Regions from separate parts of the Mus musculus genome. Here regions 2, 3 and 4 are each linked to region 1. A link is a contact called in public HiCAR-type, HiChIP or PLAC-seq and promoter capture Hi-C data. All regions are on one chromosome and are shown on one strand. The core of a region is the stretch at or near the end of the contact, and the rest is flanking DNA. Distances in the headings are between cores, read along the strand shown. Region 1 holds the start of Top2b (topoisomerase (DNA) II beta). Region 2 holds the start of Thrb (thyroid hormone receptor beta). Region 3 has its middle 19 kb from the start of Gm31517. Region 4 has its middle 35 kb from the start of Gm31658.

Region 1 (4,021 bases), core at 624-3,123:
GGTTAAGAGCACTCACTGCACTTCTAAAGGTCCTGAGTTCAATTCCCAGCACCCATATGGACGGTCACAATTTTCTGATGCTGTCTTCTGGTGTGTGAAGTACATGTAGACAAAAGCACTCATATACATAAATAAATCTTAAAAAGAAATATTTGCCATTGTGGAACCAAGTTACAGACAAACTTCTCAGATGTCAGTGCTTCACAATTACCAGTGACACTGGCATATGATCACACATGTTCAGATGTTTAGTTTTAGTATCCGATAAGGGACAGTAATTTCAATCATTCTTTTCATGGACACTTATCCACTACCTTACTATCTAACTTTTCTTCTCCACGCTCGCCTTCTATACTGTCTAGAAGTACGTATGTCTGGAGATTTGAAGATAAGTACCTGGCAAGTTACACTGTAAAGTATCTTCTCGAGGCCCTGCAAATGCTGAAACTGTTTTTCTGCTCTTCATAGAAACATCCTTTTTATAAACAACACTTGTCGATAGAAACGACTGCTACCCCAGCCTCATCGAAACCTCAACCAAACAAAGAAAACAAGGAACAAAAATGCCAACCAATACCAAAGTTCCTTAGTGTGTTCAAAAGGCGGGGAACTAGGATCCTCTGGAAGGGATGTGTTAAAGTCCCTGAAATGTGTAAATTTTCTGTCCAAGCTGCTGGCCTCATCTACTAAGTCCGGTGTTTTGTTTGGGAAATGACCCTGGTCTGAACTCAGTGCTGAGTAAGTGAAATGCTGGAGTTATCGATCTGTCCTGGGAGCCGCGTTCCAACTGCTCCCGCTGCACTTGCTAAGTCCACCTCCCTCCAGGAACTGAGCTCTGCAATCCTCCAAGTTCAGGCTTAAGCACCCCCTCACCTCCGAGGGACACCCCTGGGCCCCCACACGGTGTACACGGGAGGCTGACGTAAGTAAACTCTTCTTTTAATCCCGCGGGCGGTCTCTAGCCTGCTGTCAAAGTCGTCCCAAATACCCTCTCTGCGGAATGAGCCTTTTCTGGGGAGGCGCAACCCGCAGTGACCATTCAAGTGCACATTCCTCTGGGACAGGCCGCCGGAAGCCGTAGCATACCGGGCACTATTTTCTGGTGCTGCACTTATGGAGGGTTGGCCCGGAGGCTCGCATTATCGCGGTCCCCCCACTCTCGGTGTGCACCCTGAAGTTTCCGGTGAGCATTGTTCAGCAGCCTGAGCCTTGGTGGAGGCGAAAGCAGAGAGAAAGGGCACACGGGGCTAGGCCCCGACTGCAGCCTGACAGGGCGCCCGCCGCACCACGCTCTCACCCCGCCCGCGTCGCCCGCGGCCCACGAACAATGCGCCCGCCCGCGCCGCACTCACCACCCAGGTCAGCGCCCCGTCAGAGCCCGCGAGGCTGGACTTGGCCATGGCAGCGCCTCCCGTGCAGGCCAGGGGCTGCTCGCGCTCCGGGGACGCCGGGCCCGCCGCTCGCACTGACCGCTGCGCGCAGCACTCCTAGCCGCGCCCCATCGCGGGCCCGAGCCGCTGAGGAGGCCGCGCTGCCCGCCGCCCTCAAACTCGAGCGCGGCGCCCGGGCCTACAGAGTGGTCGAGGACTAGGAAGGGCTGGCGATGCGGCGCGGCCTTCCGGGACCCACGCGGGCGATTGGGATCGCGGATGAGGGACGAGGTTGAAGCGGGCCGGCTAGGACTCGCGAGCCAGAGCCCTGACAGGAATGAGCCGCTGCTTCTCCTCAAGCCACCGAAGCCGCAGAGTCCTCGCCGCGGTCGCCGCAGCCTCAAAGGCCGCCACTGCCTCAAAACCGCCCAAGCGGCGTCTGAACCGGTCCTCCGGAGCACAGTCCAAGAGGGACAATAAACAGAGCCGCCGTGGTGGCCTCCCTTTAGTCCGGCATAACACGGCACACACAGGCGCGCTCCGGGAGGGGGAGGGTGCGGTGGTCACCGGCTGTCAGTCAACCATGGATCGTCCAATCACAGCCTTGTCACTACAGTACTTCGACCAATCCCAAAATTTCAGGCCCCTAGGGGGGCGGGACCCGAGGGGAAAACGTCATTGCGGGTAGCAACTGAGAGGCAGACTTGGGTTTTTTGTTTGTGTCTGAGAGAGAGTGTAAGGGAGAGCGAGGCGAGTGAATGGGGTTTCCGTCAGAAGGGAGAGCAGGCGGCTGTCAAGAGTCATTCCGGGGCATCCAAAGGAGCCGGGAGTCCTGGGACAAGGGCTGTGGAAACCTCCGGACTGTGTCCTGCAGACTTGCCGCGAGGCCGCGGGGGGAGCGGGAGCGGGGGGGGGGGGGGGGAGGGTTGGGGGCAGGGAGGCAGGAAGCCCTAGCCGCCCCCAGGGACTGGGCCCCGGAGGGAGCTAGCGAACTGCAGACGGGACCGTGCGCCGCCTAGAGCAGCCGGACCCCGCGCTCAGGCCCCAGGTTGCTGCTGCATCCGCCCGACCCCCGACCGACCGTCTCTCTGCCTTGCCCCTAAACAGGGCAAGCGGTCTTCAGTGCCACCAGTTAGGGAACTTGGGGTGCTAAGAGTGCCCAGAGAACGTTCCCGGGAAGGAATGCGAACGGGTCAGGACTCCCTTTTCTGGCTACAGACCTTTCCTCCCAACAATGCAGACAGGTCCCTGTCACTTCTCAGCTTTCAGGTACACATCATGAAATAGACTTTTTTCGTGTGGAAGCTTTCTAAGAATAAAATTTGCAACGCCAAAGCTTTTGGCAGATGGAAGAGCTCTTGACTTCACCCAGCCTGTAAATGGAATTGCATTCAACAAGTTCTCTTTGGGCATACTCCCAGCCATGCTCTGTCAGGCGTGGCAATGGGTTTAAAGGGACAACAGCCTCCTCCGACGTCAATCTTCCAAGAGTGACTAACAGGAGGACACCACACCGAAGAACTTTACCCAGCTAGAGCTAACAACTTTCTGTGAAAGTATTTCCTTGAGTCTCTCCGGCAGCTGAGTGCTTCCCTTAAGGGAAACTTTGGGGTCACACCTCTCAATCGCTGCTGCATTCTGAATCCAAGTGGGGAGCTCTGAAACACGGAAATCATTTCAATGTAGTTCTTAATTAGCTCTCTGGAGACCGTGGAATTTCAGTTTATTTGGGGATTCTGACTAAGAACACCAAAACCTTTCTTTACTTTGAATCTAGTGTTAAAGCTTATAAAGCGCTAGGCAGGATCTAAGCTGGGCTGCGCCCCTGACTCTAAAGCACCACAGTCATGTTACCAGCTTTCCCAAGTCCATCATCGGGCCTTCTTACCTGGGGACTTATACTCATTTATGTATTGTGACTTTACATCCCTAAGTACCCAAATACTTCATGTTAGAAAACAGATGATTTTAAAGGTTGGGAATTTTACAGATAAATGTATGTATGCTTATATAAAAGCCAAGCTGTCCCTTTCTCTGATTTTGAGAGGTCTTGCTGTAGCTTAGGCTGACCTTGAACCCTTGATCCTTTATCTCAGGCTCCCAATCGCTGGGATTCCACGAATAACCACCATATTCAGCTCTTGTCTTCTTTTTAAAACATCATTTTAAAAACTCTTAAGCTTCAAATTTTGAACCCAAAATCCAAATAGTTAATTAGTAAAATTCATCTCCCTCTGATGCACTGTTTAAAAGTCATTGGCTTTATAAGTGTAAATAAACTTTTCTAATTATTGTTACTAACCTAGGGGCTGGAGAGATGGCTCAGAGGTTAAAAGAACTTGTTCCTCCTCCAGAGGACCCTGGTTCAGTTCCCAATACCCACGTAATAGCTCAAGACTTTTTTGTAACTCTAGTCCAAAGGATCCAATGGCCTCTCTGGCCTTCTTGAGCACAAGGCACACAAATGGTGCACAGATATACACACAGGCAAAACAATTGTATACATAGTTTTTTTTTTTAATTCAGTACACAAAATTAAATGAGCAAATGAATATTTTAAAGCAGACATTTGTGACAATTAGGTAAATCCCAACTGCTGAAAGACTTTTTATAATAAAACCAGTTGCTCAAAATTTGACCACAGAGTTTCC
Region 2 (4,021 bases), core at 1,077-3,576, 1.3 Mb before region 1:
AGCCAGGCATTGGGGTCAGGGCAATGTTTTTTCTAATTTGTTCAGTTAAAATTTACCAGTGCCTATGGAGTACTAGGTATTCTTGCAAATGCTGGTAGAACAAGAGTGCAAAAAGATATGAACACTGTCGTCCTCCTGAACACCATGCTGTCATCTAGAATAGTCAGAATTCAGTGTTAAAGAGGAAATTCACAAGTATCAGAACAAAAGAACAGTTCTGACCATAGCTAGTATTGAGGGGAAAAACAGATCAAAAAGCAGAGGATCTTTCAGAGAGAACACAGGGAAAAAAAGCCTGCCTACTAAGAAGGTGGCATGTAACCTCCACAAGAGCAAGAGACTAAAGAAGCCAGTCACCTCTACTGATTTCCATAGAAAAGATAAGCTTACTACACAGTAAGTATAGAAGCTGTCTGGTAGCTCCAAGCATCCATTGCTGGATGGAACCAGCATCTACAAACAAGCAGGGAAGGAGCGGGCCTCAGCTTTCCCTTCCTAGGAATTGTTTAACAAGTCATCCTTTTCCAGAGGTGCTGGATTATAGGGAAGTTGCAGCTTGTTTCTTTTTAATACAAAATTTACCACAAAGAAGCTGGAAGGGGAGAAGTCAAATATTTATCCCCCTTCTAGTGCCAGTTACTTTATATAGCAATACCTCAATGCCAATGAGATTAAGCTTTTGCATTGTAATGCCAACAAGAACAGTTTCATTAAAAATTAGCAATTCTGAAGCAGTTCAGTACCATTTACCTTTACTCACAAAGTGAAGCAGATTTTTCTTTTCCAGTATATAATAAACAATTGGAATTTATTTAAAATATAGGATCCTAATAGTATCTATTTAACATGGGAAAGCAATAAGTTATTCTTCACTAATTTCTTCACATAAAATGGCTCAAGCAAATGCACTTTTTACTTAATATCTCTCCGGGTCAATTGAAGCACGGCCAATCAGCATGAAAACACTCTAAAATCTGCCCCTGTCCAAAATACTTCCCACGAAACACCTTTTCATTAATGGTACCAAGTTCATGACTTCTTTCAGAACGGGAAATAACAAGCTGAAGTGAATTAGGGAGATCAGTCATCCAGAATATTCAGAATGAATCACAGAACGTTTCTTTACCAAAAAGAAAATTTTATTCCTTTGCAACACAGTGAGGATATTTCATTACAGTATCATCAAACATGCTAAACCAGAGATAAATCATATAAAGAAACTCCCCAACGGGTCTACACTACTTAATACGGTCATCGTTAACTAAATTGCTTGCTGTGTTCTCCTTTTCATGCATTGAACAAAGAATGTTCAGTTTTAAACAGGTCTTTAAAAACTGATCACTAGTATCTAGGATCAACCACACTTGAAGAGGAGGAATTTATGCAATGTTATTTTCTGATTCGACAGTCTTTGAGTTCTTCATGTGTGTGCAAAGGGCAGAATGGGATAGCGAACCTGCCTGCCCAGGTATTCTTTTCTTTATTTGACTCACTATAGAAATGCTTAATAGACCCTTTAAAAACTTCCCATTTGGGGCAAATTATACAGTTAGCCTTTAATTAAAAACAAACAAACAAACAAACAAAAAACCAAAAACAACCCACGTATGCACACTCCGCCCCCTCCCTCTTAAAAACAAACCAGAAGGCTTTAAGAATTAGCTCCAATAATAATCCCACTGCAGTCACGGGAAATCTTCCTCCAAAATGACAACTAACCCTAACAATAGAAACCCTCCAAAGACGTCTTTCCCGGTCTTAGGGAGCACAGCTGACACCACCCGGATCGTCACAAACATGCAGAACCCAAAAGAAGCAAAGGAAAAGAGCGATTCTGGAGGGAGGGAGCCTGCGGAGCGGATGAGAGGCAGACTGGCACTGAGCAGCAGCTTATTCAGGACCTTTCTCCTTTCCAAAGCCTGGAGTTCCTGTGCAGGAGCCAAAAAGATGGGACACGAGACCCACAGTCCCTTTAAATCGCCCACCCCCGCGCCTGTCAGCCTCTTCCGAACCCCCATGCCCTACAACTTCCTCCTCATGGAAACTTCCACTGGGTTCGGAGCCCAGGACGTCAAACTCCATTTCACAAGGAGCTTGTCCCTAGTTGGGTTCTGGCTTCAGGTCCCTGCACCGGGTGCCCGAGCCCGAGAGGAGCCGGTCTCAGAGGCCAGCTTCAAGGACAGAGCGCGTCGCTGGCCACCCGCGCCCGGCCCGCAAGACCTGTAGACCTCCCCCCACGCCCGCCCACCCTGCCAAGTTACCAGAGCGCTGGAGCCTGGAGGTGGCGCCCCAAGGCGGCGTGCTGGCGAGCTGCGGCCGAGCAGCCGGTGGCCTCAGCTCTGGTGCTCGTATTAGCCATGCAAAGTTAATCCCGCCGCGTCACGCCGGCCGGCCGCCCGCCCAAGGCTGCGCCGTGCTCGGCCGAGCCGCAGTCTCCTCCCCGCTCCGCCCCCTCCGCCACGGGGTCCAGTACTGCGCGGGCTCCCGAGCGAGCCCTATTCCCTTGACCTGTCAACTCTCCTCCGGCGCCGACGCTGAGGGGCGCAGCGTGGGTCCCAGGACACCGGCGACCTCTCTGCCGCGACCTGCGCGGGCGGCGAGGTGCAGGGCCGGAGTCTCCGACTCCGGAGGACCCAGCGCGGTAGCCTTACTAGGGACTAGGGTGTCAGCTCCTCCGCCGCTGGCGAACCGCCGACCGTTCTTCCCCTCTGGTCCTCTAGCCTGTTCGATTCTCCCAGCAGCTGCGGCAGGCTCAGGCCACCCTGGCTCCGCCAGAGTATCAGAGACGAAATGGCTTCCGGGCTGTGCTCCCTGCCACTGCCCGAGCAACCCTCCACTCGAGTGCCCTGCGCACCTGCCGCTTATGTGCAAATGTCCCCCGCTACGACTCTGCGGTAACGGCGCCTTGTGCGCCACCCTCCCCCGGGGTCACGTAGCTGCGGGTCTGGTGGACACGCGTCCACCCACCCAACTGCAGGAGCGTGGAGGATCCATTTGAGCCATCATTCTTTTAGTTGAAGAGGTAGGAGTGTGACAGGGGGTGGGGTAGGGTATGAATGACAGGAGATAGAGGGGATCTCCAGGGGCACAACCCTCCTGAGTCGCCCGACAGGCGCGGCAGGTGTCACCGCGCTCCTCCTTCCGCCCCCAAACCACTTGTGGTGCGCTTGGAAACACGGGGCGCTCAGATCCTCCTGTGGCTCTGGACGCTCTGCTCCCCCACACCAATGGGCAATGCCTTGCTTGCCCTAAATGAGAAGTGCCCCCCCCCCCCAACACCTCACTGAGTGTGTTCCGGGTTGGTTCTACAAGTAGGGTTTAAAGGGACACCTCGTTATTTCGCCTCTGTCCTAGAAATATAAGTACAAAACCAGAAGACAAAAATAATCTCCACCCTGGAAGGGTTCTGCACTTGCAAGCATAGCGCTGAAATGTCCATACCTCAAGTTCCGAAGGTCAGGTTGGGAGAAAACAGCGGGCGACAGTGTGCTGTTCCAGATGACCCAGGCAGTCTTCCAGCTACGCCTTGGAGGTAGGTTTTATTGGAAAAACGCAGAGTGCTCAGAGAACTCGCAGCCAATGGGAAGTTAACAATTGCGACAAAACTACTTTGATTAAGGACCGAATACAATTATGTTCTTATGAACACTGTTAAAAAAAAATACCTTGAAAAATCTTTCTTCAACATACTCTTGTAACACGGTATAAAAGGGAATGATGTCTAGATCATTTTAAAGAGTTGTCTAGATTTCCCCACGGGTGATAAGGCCCCCCCGGGGGTGTTATTTGGGCAGTCCACAGGAAAGGAAAAAGAAGAAAGGCCAACACACCTCCTGTCACAGCATTAACAACTGTGGCGAGTCAGAAGCAGGACTCAGGAGAGAAAGCAGCTGCTAGAACGTTGCCTTTCCCCGCGGCCAGCACAGACTCGGCTGCCCTTTGAATTCTTTGTAAGAAATCCGTGTTTTATTCCTCACCCGGAATGAAGCTTCACTAAGAACTTGCCGGCTCTAGAGTGAAG
Region 3 (4,021 bases), core at 629-3,128, 1.3 Mb after region 1:
TCATAAAATAAATAAATAAATCTCAAAAAAGAAAAGAAGAAAAAAGGAAAAGAAAAAGAAGTCATAAAATGCCAATAGAAGAGATTCTTCTTTTCCTTGAGAAAACAGGGAGGCATAAAATAATGTATAACTGTGCAATGATTTTATTGATAATAAGAATTTTAATTTCTTCCCAATATAACATGAAAAAACTCTGTTGTAAGGTGTCCCAATGATCTTTAAATTTACAAAGTGGCCCTGAAACCAAAAAAGAGACACGTTGAATACTTTCTTTAGGGTTAGAGGTTTTATTTACAATTACTCAGACAGCTCTATTTCCATCACTATACTATTTTCATACAAAAAGAGCAGTGCCAACCTTCTGTGGACTTGTACTTGACAGCAGAGATCCAGAAACCAAGCAAATATGCTCTGTACACAAATAAATCGTGAAGAAATTTACTTTGACTTATTTTCTCTCATTTTGTTATTGTAGGAAGCCATCTACAATACTGTTGACTTTCTGTGGGATTCTAGAATCCAGGTCAAACTCTCCAGGAGAACGTACCAAGCTTGAACCATGGTGGGAGCTCTTTCCAGCTTCAGACTTCAGATGGCAACCCAGAAAAGCCAGGCATGAGGCCCAAAGCTGAGAGTCCTCAGCTAAGGCACAGATTCTGTGTCCAACAAGGGATTCCTCTGTGTTCCCTGCTAAAGCTCATAACTTCTAACCTCAAATCCTGGTAATGGCAGCATGACTGGTATCTGAGGGTCCCTTAGAGAGTATAGTCCACTAGGGTTAGTCCTGTAATTTGAATTAAGAATCTGTGGTTTCTGTATGGTGAATGGTAAAGAATCAGTTTTAATGGATGAGAAATAAGCATTATTGAGATGAAATCTTCTAGGAAGTGTTTCCTTAAGGTCAGCACAGAGAAAGCTGTGGCCAAAGGGGATCTAAGACTAGGTCCAGGCTGGCCACCACCTGGTGCTCTGCAGACAAGCCAGACATCAGCTTTCCTCTGTGATCTCTGTAGTTCCAGCCTCTGGGATGCCACTCTAGCATCCTTTGGGAATGATCTTGATGTGTAATTATGAGATGAAACAAATGCTTTTCTTTCCAAGTTACTGTCAGCCATGGTGCTTAGCATAGTAGCAGAAACCAAACCAAGGCTGAAAAGACAGACTTGGGGGAGAAAACAAAAACCACTTCTGGGATCCATAACCTCTGGAAACTTCACTTCATGAACTCCCACATGGGACCTGAAGATCAGTTCAGCTTCTCTGCCTCCCATAGAGGTTGAACACAACAACCGGCCCTGTAAGCCAAAGGCACTCTTCCTGCAGTGTCACAGGATGAGCTTGCTAGAGCAAGTTGATCAGACTATCCAAATAATAACAATTACCTACTAGTGGCAGTCCCTTTCAGAATCCTGGGGTAAAGTATTCTGTTTAAGACTATAAAGAAAAATAAAGAAAGCTTTGAAACCTCTCATGGACCAATTGAAAATGGGAGAAGTGGCTTCTAAATACTTTGTACTACCCAAATGTTATAATGTCAACCAGAATTTAAAAGGAATAAAATTTAGTGGTTACAAATTAAACAAGATTTAACTAACTGCTTTCTAGACCTGGAGTGTTGCTCCAGATTAGAGGCTCACCCTTGGTTTCAACAACACCATTGTCCTGACTCAGTTTCTCTAATCAGAACCTGAGAGGATAATTCTACTGAGGCAATTGGCTGACAACACAGGAGCAAGGGAGAGTCAGTGGAGAGCCTGCTGAGCTGTCTAAAGTCTTTGCCTGCAGGAAGTGGCAGCTGGAGGCAACACTACACAGGTGACAGGCACTGTGAGTGACGTCCCAACCCCACTAGGCACCTCACAGCACTGCAATAGCACTTGGCTTGTGACTTCCTCTGTGTAGATGTCTAGCTAAAGGAACTGCTTAGGGGAGGCTTCTGAGTGTCTGAGCCCTGAGCCTATCAGTGGCCAGTGGATGGCTCACTAGAGGCTAAGAACTCTAATCTTAGGACATACTTCTACAGCTAAGACTTCTGAACCTCAAACTTATATATCTGCAGTTCCAGTATCCTAGAGTTCTGTGCTTTTTTTCTTTTTCCTGAGAATCCATTCTCCCACCAGAGCAAAAGAAACCGTGACTCTGGTGGGTGTTAGAGGCTGCATTAGCCTCAGAAACCCCATTTTGTATATAACTGCCATCTTGTCCAGGCTGAATTCTGAAAAACAGCTAAATTCCCAGAAACATAGGCCCCTGGTGTCCCTATGAACTAGACCACAGTGTCTCGCCTCACATCTTGTTGGTTAGGACTGAAACCTCATGGTTGCTCTGGCTGGCTGAATGTGATCTAGGCCAGGTTATCAGGGAAGCCCTCTGAGTATTTGACAAGCAGTAACCTGCTCAGGATGCCAGGAGGAAAAAAAAAAAACATTTGGAAGCATACAGCATGTACCCCTTTGGGGACTCCAACCCTTGGCCTCACCTCTCCTGGTTTATGTTTTTTTTTTTGCTTTAAAAGGTTGCTCTATTCTGCCTTTTTGTTGATACAGTTTGGATCCCAAACCCAGCTGTCTCCCTGATATGTCAGCTTTTTGAATAAAGAAACTTTTGTTGGCTCGATTGGGTTTCATAGTGGATTATTCCTAAATCCTCCGACCCTAACAATGGGGACCAAATGTTCTAAACCACACAGGCAGTCAGTGTAAATCTGAATTTCTGAACTGGATAAATACCATGTGTCAAGGACAAGTGCCTGGGACAAGTTTCACTAAGTACCTGTGACTCTTCCTAGCCCTTCTCATCCAGCCCTCTACCCTAAACCCCTCCCTCCCTGGGGCAGGGCTTCTGGTTCACTCTCCCCAGCTTGATAAATATACATGCATACACACACACACACACACACACACACACACACACACACACACCAACCATTTGGCTACAGCTGCCTCTCTTGCCTCAGCTGCTCTCTTGCCTCAGCTGCCTCTCTTGCCTCTCTGGCTTTCCTTCCTGCTCCTTCCACTTACAGTCAGGTTTAGTCTGACAGCCATGTTCAGCCTGGACTCTTCCCTCTGCCTGCTTCCTCCCTTAAATCTACTATAAAATTCTTCTCTACACGTGTCTCCCAACTTTTATTTCATTTTTTTATTCACCATGTATGTGCTGACAGAATTCAACCAGAGGGCCACTTTAACCCTGTAGTTTTATTTATTTTTAAAAAAAACATAATTTTGGTTTATCATGGGGTAGGATGGGCTGTTCAGGAAAAATTAGATGGGCCATTATCTTAGTTAGGGTTTTGCTGATGTGAACAGACACAATGACCAAGGCAACTTTTACAAAGGACAACTTAATTGGAGCTGGCTTACAGGTTCAGAGATTCAGTTCATTTTTATCAAGGCAGAAGCATGGTAGTGTCCAGGCAGGCATGGAGCAGGAGGAGCTGAAAGTTCTACATCTTGGTCTGAAGGCCACTAGAAGCCTGGTAAAGCCTACCTGCAGAGTGACACACTTACTCCAACAAGGACACACCTATTTCAACAAGGACACATCTCCTAATAGTATCATTCCCTGTGGGCCAAGCATATAAGGCTCTAGAGGCCAAACCTATTCAAAGCACTACAGTCATGCTACAGAGTAACTAGCCGAGACTTCAAGACTATAAAGAAAAATAAAGAGAGCTCTGAAATCTCTCATGGACCAATGGAAAATGGGAGAAGTGGCCTCTAAATACTATGTACTACCCAGAATTGGACCCTGGAGCAGAAGGAGAGACAGAGTGAGACATAGGCATAGACATAGACATAGACATAGACATAGGCATAGGCATAGGCATAGGCATAGGCATAGGCATAGGCATAGGCATAGGCATAGGCATAGGCATAGGCATAGGCATAGACATAGACATAGACATAGACATAGACATACAGATAAGGGGGTGGGACAGAGACAGGCAGGCAGGCAGGCAGACAGAGACAGACAGACAGACAGACAGACAGACAGGCAGACAGAGACAGACAGACAGACA
Region 4 (4,021 bases), core at 842-3,341, 1.1 Mb after region 1:
CACACACACACACACACACACACACAGACAAACATATGGGCAGAACTAATCAATGGGATCGTTTAACAAAACAAAACAAGAGACAAGCTTGTGAAGTTGGGAAGGGAGTGTGATCAAGGGAGTCCAAGAAAATTGGAAGGGAGACATAAGTAGTGGTCATAATCAAAATATCTTGTATGTATGTGTGGAATTACCAAAGAACAAATAAGAATATTATTAGGAGAAAAGAAAGTACAAATTGAAGCTATAAAATATACTATGTGCATAAATAATAGCTACTTTATATATTGTTGTAATTTTTTTCTATTATCTACAATCTAAAGTTGGTGAGGAGTCTTGTTAATAAAGTGTGGGTAATGTGGAGTTCAATTGTTTTGCTGTTGTTGTATCCTGATCCGATAACACTTGCTTTTTACAGTAAAATGCTACTTCAATTAAATCTTGTATCAATCCTCAATCTACCACGAATTAGCTTCACCCATATCTCTTTAGGACTTCTACTAATGGGCTTTACTTAGGCACACTTTAGAATAAAATAGCTAGTAATTCACACCAGCACAATGTTAGTGCACCTTTTTTATTGTGCTGGAAATTTTGTTTGAGGTTTGGTTGTTCCTGTTGTTGTTGTTGTTTCCCTTCCTTTCCTTTCCTTTCCTTTCCTTTCCTTTCCTTTCCTTTCCTTTCCTTTCCTTTCCTTTCCTTTTCTTTTCTTTTTAAGAGGAAACAACACTTAGTTCTCCTTTGCCTGGTGGATTTTAGCATAAATGTATATAGATAAAGAGTACAAAGAAAAAAATGAGTATAGCAATAGGTTATTGGACTCTGCTAATCAAGATGAGCTAGGTTACATCTGGTTACTGCTCTGGGAGAATCTCTTTTATTGTGATTTCTAAGTCTATTCTAAGTGGTTTTAAATTTTATTCTATGAAAAATTTTAGGTCAATTATGTATTATTGACTAAGTAAATATTATATTACTAGTACATAAATATCTCATTTATATATGATTATAAATAAATCTGCTTATCTGACCAAAATATAAGTATGCTAGTATGACATTGTGTATCTTATGACTGTCATGTAATTTCTCAACACAAAATTTTAAGGTAGATTCTCTTTTGGCCATGCTTTGGCAAGAAGTTTTCAATGTAAGATATTTAGCAAATTGTCTTCAGTAAAGAGCAAAGATGAGATTTTAAGCCAAGGTAGTATGGTATGGTCCCCAAAGTGAGATGCTCCCCTTAATGCCATAGGAATTTAAGGAATGCTGGATAGAATTCTGCCTGGCCCTTCTTTGAGCCACTTTCCTTTCTGGTTATATGCTGACCCCTGCACTGCCATAGCACACATACTGGTAACCGGAGCTGTGACTATCTAAACAGGGAGTTAGCCAGGAGCTTAGGGGAATGCAGCATTACAACAGCCTTCAGGATAACAGCTCAGAACTACCTTCTAGAGAGGCTATGCTTCCTATGTAAGGATCTTTCTTCACTCCTACTACAAGGAACAATACTAATTATTTTCTTTTTTGTGGCAGTTTAATGTTTCCCCAGGGTTGGTGCCCTTGGTTTTAGAAACTGGCTTAGAATACTCATGTCCAGGAATACAAATGCTACACAATGTGAATTTCATTTTCTGCTTGGTTTTGTAAGTGAAATCATACTCTGTTACCACTCCTGTCTGCTGCCACCAAAGGCATTAATGAAATGTGACTTCCAGAATTAGTTTTCAAGATTGTCTTCCATTACACTCAGTTGTCTGAAAATGCTTTTTAAAATCTATGTCTAGACACAATGAGGTGTGGGGAAAGTCACTCTTACTAATGCTCAGTGAGGTCTGCTAGTCACATAGATTGTTTAATCTCTGGATTTAAAGGTCAAGACCTGCACAGAGATTTTAACAGTTACAACTGAGAGCTGTTCTCAGATAAAAACTACACAGATTCATGTTTCACTGTTTGGAGCCCAAGTTTCAGGTTGTCTTCAAAATTGATGTTTCAATTCATCAAAACCTCAGAAGTTGATACAGAGCCAACCATCCTTCAGAAATACATCCTTCTCTTGATCTAAGCTCTTTGTTCTGGATGTGGTTTCTGAAGCACAAAGTTTGAGAGTGAGATGAAAGACCTTGGGGCCATTTCCCTGTGGACAAACTCTCAGCTCTCATTCTGAAGAAACCACACTTAGAAGTGGTCAGCATGGGAAAGAGGTAAGCAGCACACTGTTCACATGGCTCTAGCTGCAGCACAGTATCTTCCAGCATCTCTTTGTAAGCCGGCCAATTCATTGTGACTTAATGTTTACACAGACCTGACTAAGGTTGCACAGTTCTGTGATCAGGCTGTACCCATGGGACATGTAGAAGTATTCTTGAATCATAACTTAGTGTTTCCGGTCCACACATGAGGTGAGCAGCTCAGACTCACTCCTCTTGTGGCACTGTTAACACAGCATGATGAGAGCAGCATCCTAGCTTGAAGTGGTTGACAGATGAGAAAATGCATTAGAGTGTGGCTGTAGTCCCAGGTAACGTGTATTTCTATCTAGATAGTGATTAAGAAACACAAAACCGCTCTTTAAATAAATAAATAAGTGAGTATCTGCTTTCAAAATGATGTATACAATGTCAACCTCCCAAAGATAAGTTATGGAAGAAGCAATTGTTAATGTTCATAGTTTCTAAGAATTGTTGGCTTATATTAATTTTTAATTTTCACTGTCTTAATTTTATTATATAGGTAGGAAACATTTTTCCCACTGCTGGGGGCATTGTTTGGGAAGGTTCTGGAAATTTGTTGTCTGGCGTCTAGATAAAGGAAGTATATTTCAAATAGTATAAGCTTTTATGTTTATAGCATAAGCATGTTTCCTGTCTCATCTCTACATCCTGTTTTGTTGAGATGTGACAAGGTGAGAAAAAAATAGCCAAACACTATACCATCCCTTTCTGCTTTCATAGACTACACCCTCAAGCTATAATCAAATGCCAGCTTTTCTCCATTAAATTGCTTCTTGCCTGGCATTTGTTTGCAGAAATGTTAAAAGTAACTAACACAGAAGTTTGATAACAAGAAGTTGGGTTGTGAAAGTTGGATTGGGAATGTGAGTGTATGATTATGTAGATCATAGGACCAAAGAACATTAAGCATAGCTGCATGCATTATTCTGGTAGGAGCTCATGAGACCAGAATGAAACAGTAAAACTAGAGACACTGAAGGTTATTTTCTGCTTCTGGTTCTATAGAGATACAGGTGAGGAGACCTAGCCCTACTAGAGTGCCTTCTCACTTACAGTGGACTATATACTCATCTCTTGGTTAATTTTTGCTGTAAACTCAAACAGAATTGAAGTGTCTTTAGTCTTGTCTGTATAGCTGCTTCCAGGATGACAGAATGACACAGCCTAAGTTGCTCCTATTGAGCAAATTGTCACAACTGTAAGAAACATAACTAACCTTCCAACCATGATCCAAAGTTAATTCTTCCTCTCTGACAATGGTTTTTGTCAGGCATTTGGTTATAGAAATAAGAAAAACAACTGATACACATGTAGATTGGGAGGCGGCAACAGATTAATCAATACACAGAGAAAATACAAATTTGTTCTAGAAAGGTAAATAAGACTCATTTTTGGTTCCGTATCAAATCTCTGCTGACTTTTATCCTCAGTAAATAGGTTAATGTTAGAATCTACCTTATTGAAACTGACATTCGTGAGTTATAGGAATCATGAGATGAAACCAGGAGCCCTGAGGACTTTACCAGCTCCTTACATTCTTCTCACAGGCTTTGTTGTTGTTGTTTTAAAGATAAGAACAAGTGCCAGGTGTGGTGGTGCACGCCTTTAATCCCCGCACTTGGGAAGCAGAGGCAGGTGAATTTCTGAGTTCGAGGCCAGCCTGGTCTACAGTGAGTTTCAGGACAGCCATGGCTACACAGAGAAACCCTTTCTTGAAAAAATAAAATAAAATAAAGATCAGAACATCCTAGGTAATCAGGAGTAGAACAAGAAGAGAGTCCGGT

What was found. Promoter capture Hi-C pulls out the DNA fragments that hold promoters and counts their contacts. HiCAR-type assays count read pairs that join an accessible place to other places. HiChIP or PLAC-seq counts read pairs in DNA pulled down with a chosen protein or histone mark.
Region 2: a HiCAR-type map of astrocytes shows a contact between it and region 1, with 3 times the contacts expected there. The contact joins the promoter of Thrb here to the promoter of Top2b in region 1. A contact is called at or near these places in 2 of 39 promoter capture datasets (hippocampal neurons and maxillary cranial neural crest), 1 of 484 Hi-C or Micro-C datasets (pro-B cells) and 2 of 115 datasets of contacts at active chromatin or transcription factors (astrocytes and embryonic stem cells).
Region 3: a promoter capture Hi-C map of second pharyngeal arch cranial neural crest shows a contact between it and region 1, with 4 times the contacts expected there. The contact joins the enhancer-like site here to the promoter of Top2b in region 1. A contact is called at or near these places in 7 of 39 promoter capture datasets (the C10 cell line, cranial neural crest, embryonic stem cells and 4 more), 2 of 484 Hi-C or Micro-C datasets (both in CD4 T cells) and 5 of 115 datasets of contacts at active chromatin or transcription factors (DN3 thymocytes, double positive thymocytes, large pre-B cells and 2 more).
Region 4: an H3K27ac HiChIP or PLAC-seq map of large pre-B cells shows a contact between it and region 1, with 7 times the contacts expected there. The contact joins the enhancer-like site here to the promoter of Top2b in region 1. A contact is called at or near these places in 6 of 39 promoter capture datasets (the C10 cell line, cranial neural crest, embryonic stem cells and 3 more), 4 of 484 Hi-C or Micro-C datasets (CD4 T cells and CD8 T cells) and 6 of 115 datasets of contacts at active chromatin or transcription factors (T-cell acute lymphoblastic leukemia, double positive thymocytes, large pre-B cells and 3 more).

What each region holds. Positions count from the first base shown.
Region 1 is chr14:16,363,058-16,367,078 of GRCm38.p6, reverse strand. It overlaps Top2b (topoisomerase (DNA) II beta), which reads right to left and starts at 1,873. Exons shown (of 36, transcript NM_009409.2): 1 at 1,353-1,873. The coding sequence starts at 1,400.
Region 2 is chr14:17,659,265-17,663,285 of GRCm38.p6, reverse strand. It overlaps Thrb (thyroid hormone receptor beta), which reads right to left and starts at 2,326. Exons shown (of 10, transcript NM_001113417.1): 1 at 2,262-2,326. LOC115488350 (serine/arginine repetitive matrix protein 1-like) reads left to right here and starts at 1,708. Exons shown (of 3, transcript XM_030248233.1): 1 at 1,708-2,054; 2 at 2,122-3,022; 3 at 3,355-3,370. The coding sequence starts at 1,708. The coding sequence ends at 2,998.
Region 3 is chr14:15,081,853-15,085,873 of GRCm38.p6, reverse strand. No RefSeq gene overlaps it. Among named protein-coding and RNA genes, the nearest start is that of Gm31517, 19 kb to the right of the region's middle. Within about 2 kb of position 1,878, at least 28 of the 459 cell types and tissues checked have an H3K27ac peak or open chromatin away from gene starts, as enhancers often do. A contact at or near this core is called in double positive thymocytes, where this site is marked.
Region 4 is chr14:15,271,436-15,275,456 of GRCm38.p6, reverse strand. No RefSeq gene overlaps it. Among named protein-coding and RNA genes, the nearest start is that of Gm31658, 35 kb to the left of the region's middle. Within about 2 kb of position 2,091, at least 12 of the 459 cell types and tissues checked have an H3K27ac peak or open chromatin away from gene starts, as enhancers often do. A contact at or near this core is called in CD8 T cells, memory CD8 T cells and regulatory T cell precursor, where this site is marked.